Linked DNA regions of Mus musculus: all the other regions are linked to region 3. The links are chromatin contacts, called in public ChIA-PET and HiChIP or PLAC-seq maps. All regions are on one chromosome and are shown on one strand. The core of a region is the stretch at or near the end of the contact, and the rest is flanking DNA. Distances in the headings are between cores, read along the strand shown.

Region 1 (2,828 bases), core at 323-2,822, 340 kb after region 3:
AAAGTGGCAGTCTGGAATCACTGCATCTCAGTGGGGTATCACTAGTGAAAACTCGATAATCAGTAAAGGTGTCTACTACGGGGTAAGGGGCATTCCTACATCCACATACAGGTATCACTCAATATGCCCTGCTGACTAGGTTATCAGTGTTCAAAGCCTTCCAGTTAGTGCATGAGCAGCAATATTGTGTGATCTTTTAGACATGTTATTAAAAAAGTTTCCTTTATTAAGAGCAAGTGTTACAAATTTAATTCAATTAAAACATAGTGAAAAAACGTTCAGTAACAAGCCCCTGTTGGGAGTGTCAGTTTGAGGCTCACTGGATTTAACTGATGGTGTGTGCCTGAGCAGAGCACATCTATAGAACATTTCTTTCCTTCTGTAATATATTGTCAAACCTTGAATCTAAACTTACAGATTTACTGGAAGATTTCTGAGTTTCGGAGCTCTGGGCTGAAAGAAAGGCAGGTTGTAACAGATGTCTCTGTGTTTTTACTTTGCCCGTGTTCCAAAATGATACAGTACAGGGTCTTTTTTTTTTTTTTTCCTTTTTTCTTTAAAGCTGTTAGTTTTACTTCACGGGATTTTCCACTGTTACAGCCTTATAAAAAGTTAAGCTTTTAAGGTCAATCATGCACAGCACAAATCTATCGTTGAACAACACCCTTTGATAGGAACAAACCTGGGCACGTCAACATTTGCTTCCCGAGAAGTCAAGCCTGTTGCTTTGACTTTTATTTTAAGGAGGATCTCTTGAGCAGCTCGTGTCTCTATAGCAATCTCTGAGCAGAAAGGAAGTTCAGACGTAGTTTCTACTTTAAACTCACTGCTAGAAGTTTTATAGATGGGATTACTACCAGTAATTACCTGAAACGAGTATCTGCTTCTCCTGCAGCTTTAATTAGGGACATGAAACCGTTTCCTCTACCTTTACAGTTCTTTGGTTAGGTGTGCTGATATGAAAATGCTTTTAGGGAAATGCATGCCTCCCAAGGAGTTAGGATGTATCTGTCAGCATCCAACAGGGAACACTGAACCTGGACTACAAATTATAATGTGTTCAAGAAAGTGCATTTTTAGCAAGTTGTTCTTCACTAAAATTGTCTTTCATTTGATGCCCTGTTTTAGTTTAACTCCAATTCATTGGGGACTTAAATTTGATGTAATTAACAGCAAACCTAACAAAGGCACAGTAGTGGTTGCTGTTACAGTCTGTCAGTGGGTGCTCCTTAATTGCTGTCATAATGGCCTATTAGTCATGCCTCCAAAGAGGTGTCAGATTTTTTTTTTCATTTTCTGAAACATCTGTGTTATTTAATAAATTGAATAACCACGGAAGAGTTTGCCCAGAATACCAAGTAAGTTAAATAATATGCTTTGTGGAGCATTTGAAGCTGAGTTTCTCTGGGTGCGGCTTCTCTGTTTCACTCTTGATCAGTAAAGCTCGCGGGCACCCCTCTCACTTTCACCTGTCACTAAGAGGCAGAGAAAACATCTCCATGCAGAGTCCCGAGAGCATCTTCTTCCTGTGTACACAGTCTGTAAAGCACTGCAGTAACCCAGCAGCGGCACTGCACACAGGGTAAGGTAAGGAGCTGCGTCTCTCTTGACAAAACAGAGGCAAACAAGCAGTTCTGCTAAACCACGTCTGCGCTTCCAGATGACGCAGGCAGCAAACTTTGAATGTCTCACATAAAAAAGGCCATCACTGTCAATGCCACGCAGCTATACTTTGAATTCTGCCAACAACCCTAGTTTTATGAAATGGAAACTTAACTTCTGTGGCTTTTCCCCTAGACTTTTCTTCAGACACGTTTGCAGGAAAGACTTTTCTGTGTCCAAAGTGTTGTAAGAAAACAGTGAGTGCATTCAAATATGAGTGTGGCGTTAATGCCGTACGATCAAATAGAGCACTGTGGAGAGGCAAAAATCTAGCTCACTGCGTATGTCTCAGTGAGAAACAGATATGATTCTGGCTTATTTTAAAAGCAACATTCGCATGTCTAACCTTCTAGAAACTTTTTAACGAAAACTAAAACAATATTTGCTTTTAAGACCGTTTCAAACGTACATTTCTCTCTTTGCCTTCTACTGTCTCTTTTCTGGGTTAGTGTGATAGAACAGACTGGAGCGTCTCTTTCTCAGAGGGGGACTGAAGGAGTTGGGAGTCTTGGTGAGCTAGTGCAATGGAGCAGGCGTGAGGAGTACCCAGGCCTGAGAGGAGGGCGGGTTGACGGTGAGGTGTAAATCAGAGAAGCCTTTGAAGAGGCTGGCCTCTCCCTACACCTTGCTGAGGCACCGACCCTCTTATTTGTGCCCAGTCTAGCAGGCCTCAGATTCCTGGCCAGTCTCCTGTCTCCACCTCCCATTTTGTCCACAGGAGTGGTGGGATTGCAGACAGGTGCCACTTATCTGCATCCAACTGTCTGTTCCAGTCTGCGGGCTTGAAGGAAAGGGCCTGTACCTGTGGAACCACCTCACCCACTGCAGCAAAAATAAACTCCCGGAGAACAAGTCTAAGTTAGCCTAAGTCTGCTAACTAACTCAGTAGACGGATTCTCACAGCACCACAGTGTATTTGAGAACTGAAATGGACAATTTGGGAACAGTATTAGTTGACACCAACACTCTACTGTGGGCTGTTCTTTTTGAAGACTTATTTTTATTTGATGTGTATGAATGTTGTGCCTGTGTGTTGTCTGTGTGTCACAGCTGTATCTGTGGAAACCAGAGAATGGCATTGGGTCCCATAGAACTAGAGTTACAGGTAATGTGAACCACCATGTGGGTGCTAAGAACTGAACCCTGGTTTTCTGCAAGAGCAATAA
Region 2 (2,705 bases), core at 75-2,574, 370 kb after region 3:
GGAAGAGGTAGCAGGAATGTGGAGTCATATAACAGTGTAAATGTGTGTAAATGGATGCAAATGGCTTGGTATCTTTCCTTTGGAGCCAGCCAGATAGCTGTCCTACTTTGTTCCTCCGGGACCCTGGAGGAACACAATGAAAATAATATCTTTCCCTTAAGATATACCAGTGACTGACTGAGTCTCCATGTCCCTAAGTCCACCATCTAGATAACATACACACAGACAGTGACTCTGTGTCTAGTTATGCTGACACCTGTTGACTCATAGGCTATACAAAAGTTTGGATACAATGCATAGACTTTGGGTCAGCTTGATCTCTCTGACTTTTTTATTTACAAGTTCTTTATGATAAAATTTTAATAAATATTAAAACATTAACCTAAGAGAAAATAGTGAACTTTCTTACAAGACTTTATTAAAATGATAAGTAGAAAATACCAGGATGGGCTGGTGAGATGGCTCAGTGGGTAAGAGCACCCGACTGCTCTTCCAAAGGTCCAGAGTTCAAATCCCAGCAACCACATGGTGGCTCACAACCATCCGTAACGAGATCTGACTCCCTCTTCTGGAGTGTCTGAAGATGGCTGCAGTGTACTTAAATATAATCAATAAATAAATCTTTAAAAAAAATACCAGGATGTATTTTTTATATTTCAATACAAATGGCACATAGCTTTCTTAACTTCTAGTTATAACTCACCAAGATCCATTCAACCTAATAAAATGTCTAACTAGTAGCTTCTAAAACTGAACCCTTAGTTTTTGATAAAATGATAGATAATTATTGCCTTTCATATTTACATCAGATGCTCTCTGACTAACAAAAGAGTGAGTGGTATTTAGCCAGGCAAGATCTTCTGTCAATGAAGGGTAGCATCCAGAGCTAACCACAACAGGTGTGGTTTGTTTGTTTTTTTTTTTAATTGTTTATTTCTTGCACTGACAAGATGGTTTCTTGCTACAAGGTCTGATCACCTGAGTTGAATCCCTGGGAACGGCAAGATAGGAGAGAGTAAGAACTGATTGCCACAAGTTGTCCTTGACCTCCATCCATACCTTGGCATGAGCACACACATCCCAATACATACTATATGTTATGCAAATTAAAAACAAGTATTCTTCCTTCAGAGTGAAGTGCTTCTTGGAAATCATTAAATTATTGAAGTAACCTGTAAGACAGATTTGAACTTCCACCTCTTGATGTAGTTATTGAATATTAAGTCAAAGGTCCCTTTTGTCTCTGAAGTATTTACTTAAGTGGTATGTATAGAGATGGTGTTCACTGAGACTGGAAGCAGAGCAGGATGAGGATGGGAACATGCAGGGCCCACTTCCTCTGCCTATAGAGACGTCCTGGTCTTTGCAGAGGTTGGTGAGATTGATGTCTGTCTCCAAGAATTTAGTGTTTGCAAGAAAATACAGTTATTTCTATCCTAACCATATTAAAACACCATCAAGTCATCATTTTGAAACATCTTTACTTTTGTCACCTTTAGTTGCAAGGTGTGTCTTCTAGGATTCAACTAGAGTGACTATAACACTATTGTTTGTTTATGAATTTCATAGCCTGTGTTCTGGGCTGTGTAGAGACCCCTCTGCTACTACAACAAAGCTTCAGGTTACCATTAACTGACATTTGGATCCTGAAGTATCTCTTAACAAACAGAGCTTTAAAAATCAATACTGAAAACTTCTTCAAAGACAAACTAAAAGTATAAGCTTTTGAAAACTCCCAAGGGAAGGTTTTCCGTGATCTCTGAATACAGTTGAAACTTTAAATATGAGCACACACATACATGCACACACACACACACACACACACACACACACACACACACACACACACACATACAAAACACCTCTGACATTTTTTTCTATTATAACGGGTGTTCAGCCACACTGACCCAAAAGTGAAATCATTATAGAAAGTTCTCCAAAATCCAAAGCTTTTTTGAGGATTACATGAGGGATACGACTGGTAAAGTCTGCAACTGTTCCAAAATTTGAGGGGAAAAAATAATCTGAAAAAATGTTTTAGTCCCAAGAAGTTCAGACAGGGACACTCAGCTCTCGGAGAGAAGAATACAAAATGAAAATGAAACTTTGTGGTGAGAAGAAATGAAAATGGAAAAAGAAAAAAGACAAAAAGCCACATAGGCATCGACTGCCTCACGTACCAGAGGGCTCCTGCTCCCTCTGCCGAATGTGCTGGAACATTACACTGTTTTGTGTTTTTTTTTTTTTTTTGGGGGGGGGGGAACATTTTCCGTGAAGTTTATAATAATTAAAGTGGCTTGGATCCGAGTTTTTCTAGTGTCTTGCAAACTAGCTGTCTTTCTACCTGTTGGCCAAGTTGCATTTTAACATTTTTTTTTTTGGACTGTTGTCTTGGGCAGTAGCAAAGGTTAAATTAAAACCCACACAGGAAGTAGAGTACTTTTCAATTTTATTTTATATATTTTCCCAAATGATCAAGTAAAATGCTCAAATCCACCACGGTATCCCGCTAAGTGTTTTATTCGTTGCAGTTAGGTATTACACTTAGGTATCATGAGTTACAAAAACAATCCATCTCAAAGATTTATTTCTGTCATGATCGGCTTCTAATTGTGGACACGTTTCGTTCTTAATTGTTGCAGTGGGAGGAACTCTAGCACTACAGTTATAAGTTGACAAGATAGTTAAATTTCTCTCATGTATGG
Region 3 (2,700 bases), core at 201-2,700:
AAATAGGAGGCAGGGGAACTAGGAGGTGAAGGCAAATGTGTATTTAATATACACAATGCTGAGAATTTTCATTTTGCAATAAAAGCAAGACATTATAAAATATATCAAATTTTTTACGCTAAAGGCATTCTAAAACTATAAAACGTTATTTATGGTAACATTCCCCAATAAATTATCGAGTTACCTCAGCAAGAGAACACAGTCTGCATTTTTTACAAAACACACACCCACACACACACACATCTTTCCCCATTGCTTTTTTTTTTCTTTTATTAGATATTATCTTTATTTACGTTTCAAATGTTATCCCCTTTCTGACTCTCCCCTCTGGAAACCCTCTATTCCTTCCCCAATCCTCCTGCCTCTATAAGGGTGTTCCCCAACCCTTGCCTTCCTGCCCTGGCATGCCCCTCCATTGCTTTTTAAGACAAAGTCTCATTATGTAGCTGTTACTGGCCTGGGACTATATACCATTCTAGCCTCAACTACACAGACACCTGTCTGCCTCTACCTTCCTGAATGCTGATATCCATTTTTCTGTCTTCTGGAACAATCCACACATTGAACAAGTTAAAGGGAATTAATAGAGAAATCCAGCCAGAACCATGAGCTGCATGTTACGTTTTGAGGATAAATATATTGCAAGGGAGTTTCAGAAGATGCAAGAGAAAGCTACCTGCTGAAGGTGTAAAACACAACTTGTAGATTCTCTGTGAGGGTGTGGTCCTGTAGATCATTGGTTCTTAATCCTCTCAACCATGGCTCCAACCCTTTAACGCAATGCTTCATGTTGTGGTGACCCACAACCATAAAATTACTTTCATCGCTACTTCATAACTAAGTTTTTACTGTTATGAGTCCTAATGTAAATGTCTGATATGCAGGATTCCTGACATACAACCCCTGTGAAAGGTTTGGTGGATACCCAACAGGGTCATGCCCCACAGGTTGAGAACCACTGCTGTTGCTTTTTGAATCTTCAAACGCATATTCTGTATTCCTGGGAATTTCAAATGTTTTTCCTGTCCATAGCAGACTGATCTTGATACTACTATGTTTCTTTCTTTTGAAACTCTACCAAAGAGAATGCTAATCTTTCAAATTCCATAAGGTTAAATAGATGTGCAAGTACATTCTGAAGCTGGAATGTTGAAGGACAGATTGTCTCTGCCCCAAAGAACAGCCCATGGGAACATTAGAAACAAGATGACAGACACTTGAGACAATGAAGTCTCGCTGTGCTCACTGGTGACTTAGAAAGTTGGTAAACAAAGATATTTCAGATGTAGATGTGGCATAGGTGTTCAGCCATTGTGGGTGAACCTTGGTGAAGGAAGGAATATGAATCTGAAAAACAGTGACTGAGGTCAACAGAAAGAAGAACTGGATGCAGCTGAGAGGACGTCAGAAGTTTCTAGGGCTCAGCTCATGTAGCAAGATACAGAAGAGCCTAGGAGTCTGAATACGAAAGTAAAGGTAGGTCAAACCACAAACAGGAAACAGGTGAGAATTGAATATCCTGTCTGCTCGAAGACCGGATGTTTCTAGGAATTTTAAGCCTGAGTATAAACGGTGGAGTCGATTTATATTAGCTGGTTTAGAGAATATTTCCTTTTAATAAAATGTTTTGATTGGGTGGCTAAGCATCCTCACGACATAGGGCACGGGGAAGAAATTATGCTACCCCGAAACATCGTCAGTGGAACTGATTATCAGGTTGAAGTTCGGAAAAAGGTGTGGGGATGGTGGGGGAGCCCTGTACACTTCAGTTGCCTTAGAATCCATTTGAAGATGATTTGCTGTTACTAATGTTTCCAAGCTCATCCTCCTCCAAACCGAGGTCCCTACAGTACCGAAGGTCACTGTTCTAAGGTATCAGAGTCAAACTCACACTGTTGTCTTTATGTTCCAGCTCTGAAGGTGTCATTGCAATAGGCCATGAATTATAAGCCATGGAATGAAAAGAAATGTACATATATGATAGTAGGAAATAATAATAATTTGGTTATTTTTTAAAATTACTCATTGGTCTCAAAAAAAGGAAAATTTTGACAGATTAGAATTACAGATAGAGGTTTTTAAACATAGCAACACACTGTTCTTCACTCCCATTTATTTTTCTGCAATGATAAGATTTAATTTTTAATTAATTAATTAATTAATTACATCCCAAATGCTGTCCCTGCCGCCCCCTGCAGAGTTTTTCCCCGACCCCCCTTCCACTCTGAGAGGGCAGCCCTCCCACATATCCCCCCACCTTGGTGCATGACGTCTCTGCAGGATTAGGCATATCCGCTCCCACTGAAGCCATACAAGGCAGCCCTCTGCTACACATGTGTCAGGGGCCTCTGACCATCCAATGTATGCTCTTTTGTTGGTACCTCAGTTTCTGGGAGCTCCTAGAGGTCCAGGTTAGTTGACACTGTTGGTCTTCTTGTGGGGTTGCCTTCTCCTTGCTGGCCCTAAGTCCTTCCCCTAGGTCTTCTATCAGGGTCCCCAACCTCCATCAAATGTTTGTCTGTGATTGTCTGCATCAGTCTCAGTCCGCTGCTGGGTAGAGCCTCTGAGAGGGCTGCTACACTAGGCTCCTGTCTGTACATACAACATAGCCTCATTAATAGTGTGAGAGATTTGTGACTACCCATGGGATGGGTCTCACAGATTGGCCATTCCTTCGTTTTCTGATCAGTCTTTATCCCT
Region 4 (2,730 bases), core at 8-2,507, 320 kb after region 3:
TTGGTCAAGTAAGATGACCCTGCAGACAAGCTTAATCCCCATGAACAACATTATGGAAGGAGAAAATCAACTATGACAATTTGTCCTCAGATGCCTCCCCACTCTCCAGATGCACACACTTGTGTGCATATGCACAGAAATTAAATATATGTTATAAAAATGAAATACTTTCTGAGTGTACTTTGATGGTTTTCTGCCTGCAGCTAATGTGATTTATAGTGACAGGAGGCAAATGAAAGAAAGTAAATTTTCTGGGATTGTGAGATACCAAAGCTCAAGTTGGCCACTTTGTGCTTCTCTCTGTCTCTGCTTCTCTTCTCCCTCTTTGCCTTTGATCACTGCCAAGACAAACAAGTTCACAGATACCTGTGAAACATTTCGCCATCAACATATTCTCCTCTGGCATCATCTTATGACAATTGATAATCAACTTTGTAAAGTAGACCCAAGGTGCAAGAGTTCGAAAACTCTGTATTTTTTTCTTTCTTTTAAAGAGATCTTTGCATTTTTCTTCTGTTCTTTCCTCATGAAGCTAGTCTGCCCCCAGGCCTACCACCCCCTACACTGGGAATCTGCTGAGTCCACAAAAGTGGAGGGACGATACAGTAATGATCCGGTGTAATAAACCAGCCAAATAATGCTCTGGTTTCTCAGCCTTCTTTTCCAGCTTTAATTAAGGCTCTAATGAATATGTACTTGGGGCTTAGGGTTTATCACAAATGAACTATGATCAAATCTCATTACACAGCTAGTGTGGAAATGTGTCTTTTTATGTTGGAAATTATTGCTCTGCAGTTGTATGGCAGAGGAAAATTTTAGAAGTAGCTGAAATATATATTTTCGTCTGGAAAGTCAGAGATATTCAAAGTAGGTTATAATCTGCATGAATGTTAAATATTGGATATGATGATTTTAGGGTAACATCAAGATGCTTATTACAACCATTTTGTTTTGACTTTATACTTTACACACACAAAAGAGTGAACTTTTCCACTTGGCCAGTTTCTTTACAGTTTATGCTTTTTAAATAAAATAATATTGTGCTTTTCTAGAAAAAAGTTGTGTCTATGTCATTCTGAAATTAGTAGTTCTTTGATCACCATTTTCCCTTCTGCAAGTTAGGACTTTAGTTTTCTGTGTCTGCTAAGTATTGGAAACTTTAATTTGGGAAAGGAATATTTTCCTCTTAGGCAACGCTTTCATGGTCATGCAATGCAGCTGACCTAACTACATATCTACACGTGTCTATTAATCAATAACTGCCTAAGATTGCTAAATACTTTCCTTGTGCTTTTATGACATTACCTTTTGTAAACCTTAATCAGAGTGTGACGTGTGTTTCTCCTAAATGGCCTCTGATGTGGTGCCTCTCTTCAGTTCTCTGTGGTTTCCTGTTTTTTTCATACATAGATTAAAGACTTTTGAGGTATTAAGTATCTTAACTTTCTTCTTTAATGGTGCTTCACACCTAAGCTTTCGTGCAGGCCTGTCTTGCTATTTTGTTTTCAGGCTACTTCCTACACCACTCTGTAATCACTTGGGTTTGTGTTGGGCAGTCCATCAGCACAGTTTTCTATTTTCCCCATTTGGATCATCGAGGGATATCTCTGTATGTCCCTCAAAGCCAGAGGTGGTGTTAGGCCTTTCCATAGTTAAGTGCCTCTAGTGTCATTGCCAGGTGATAGGTATGGCCCATCAGTGGCTCTGAGAGACCAGCAGAATCAACACTCATTTAAAAACTCATTTAAATTGCTCATTCTCTGGCCCCTCCCCAGGCCCACAGATTAATTTAGGTTCCAAATTCTCTGTGACAATAAGCCCTTTAAATGACATAGTCTGTGCTAACAATTTACTACTGTAGATAATGATAGTAATTCAGAATATTCAAGTTATAACTGTATGTGATCTTTAGTGAGAAAATGGGGATTGAGAGAGGCCAAGGAAATTTTCGCTCATTTCTGCTCAGTTTCTCCAGAGACAATGGTAAAGAAAAACTCAAGATTGAAACATGTACTATCTTTCTCACACATGCATATAGCTCTTGTGTCCTGTTTTGAAGACTGAAATATAAATGTTTAAAGTATGAATAGTTTCTTCCTTCCATCTATTCATGAGTAGGAACTTGGCATGATGAAAGGAGGAAAGGTTGCTAAGAAACAAATGATGGGTGTTACAGATTTTCATATTGGGAAGGAGGGTGGTCAAGGGCTGGGAATGGCTGAGTTCTAAAAGGGAGAGACAGATGTTCCCCCAAATCTGTTCACTAGTCCTCAAAAATTCTGAAGCATGTCAGTGCATGGCTTATTGAAACTGTTGCAGTATGATATATAATAAGATATATTGATTGGTAGGAAGAGAATAAACCAAATCCTATAAGATGGTTACACTTATGAAAGACACTTTCTAGTTGCATTCATAAGAAACATAAAAGAACATGTGTTTTCACCCCTACAAAAAGCATCTGGGAGGTGGGAGGCGGTTGATAATTGATGATTAGTCTATCTTCAGCATGCAAATAAAGAGTTCAGGGTGGCTAACACTTGGACCCTAGTGCCCTCTGTTTGATATGCATTTAGATATCCATGACCTGGATATCCATGAACTAGGATTCCTAGCAAACACAGAATAATCAAGTGACCATATTCCGTGGAGCCTGAATCATGAACCATATTTTCAACTATTCCAATGCAAGCCTGCTACTGCTGATGTTATGGCTTCCATGTGCTGCCG

What was found. ChIA-PET counts read pairs in DNA pulled down with a chosen protein or histone mark. HiChIP or PLAC-seq counts read pairs in DNA pulled down with a chosen protein or histone mark.
Region 1: a contact with region 3 is called in an RNA polymerase II ChIA-PET map of memory CD8 T cells, with 38 read pairs. The contact joins two enhancer-like sites. A contact is called at or near these places in 1 of 484 Hi-C or Micro-C datasets (epidermal suprabasal cells) and 2 of 115 datasets of contacts at active chromatin or transcription factors (embryonic fibroblasts and memory CD8 T cells).
Region 2: an RNA polymerase II ChIA-PET map of memory CD8 T cells shows a contact between it and region 3, with 35 read pairs. The contact joins two enhancer-like sites. A contact is called at or near these places in 1 of 15 datasets of contacts at CTCF or cohesin (pro-B cells), 7 of 484 Hi-C or Micro-C datasets (B cells, the C10 cell line, CD4 T cells and 2 more) and 2 of 115 datasets of contacts at active chromatin or transcription factors (large pre-B cells and memory CD8 T cells).
Region 4: a contact with region 3 is called in a BATF HiChIP or PLAC-seq map of CD8 T cells, with 7 read pairs. The contact joins two enhancer-like sites. A contact is called at or near these places in 1 of 484 Hi-C or Micro-C datasets (epidermal suprabasal cells) and 2 of 115 datasets of contacts at active chromatin or transcription factors (CD8 T cells and embryonic fibroblasts).

What each region holds. Positions count from the first base shown.
Region 1 is chr16:52,145,954-52,148,781 of GRCm38.p6, forward strand. The region is part of intron 9 of Cblb (Casitas B-lineage lymphoma b); the gene reads left to right. Among named protein-coding and RNA genes, the nearest start is that of Gm23513, 42 kb to the left of the region's middle. Within about 2 kb of position 1,573, at least 46 of the 459 cell types and tissues checked have an H3K27ac peak or open chromatin away from gene starts, as enhancers often do. A contact at or near this core is called in memory CD8 T cells, where this site is marked.
Region 2 is chr16:52,180,082-52,182,786 of GRCm38.p6, forward strand. The region is part of intron 13 of Cblb (Casitas B-lineage lymphoma b); the gene reads left to right. Among named protein-coding and RNA genes, the nearest start is that of Gm23513, 76 kb to the left of the region's middle. Within about 2 kb of position 1,325, at least 68 of the 459 cell types and tissues checked have an H3K27ac peak or open chromatin away from gene starts, as enhancers often do. A contact at or near this core is called in CD8 T cells and memory CD8 T cells, where this site is marked.
Region 3 is chr16:51,806,076-51,808,775 of GRCm38.p6, forward strand. No RefSeq gene overlaps it. Among named protein-coding and RNA genes, the nearest start is that of Gm29686, 180 kb to the right of the region's middle. Within about 2 kb of position 1,451, at least 40 of the 459 cell types and tissues checked have an H3K27ac peak or open chromatin away from gene starts, as enhancers often do. A contact at or near this core is called in CD8 T cells and memory CD8 T cells, where this site is marked.
Region 4 is chr16:52,128,279-52,131,008 of GRCm38.p6, forward strand. The region is part of intron 4 of Cblb (Casitas B-lineage lymphoma b); the gene reads left to right. Among named protein-coding and RNA genes, the nearest start is that of Gm23513, 24 kb to the left of the region's middle. Within about 2 kb of position 1,258, at least 46 of the 459 cell types and tissues checked have an H3K27ac peak or open chromatin away from gene starts, as enhancers often do. A contact at or near this core is called in CD8 T cells, where this site is marked.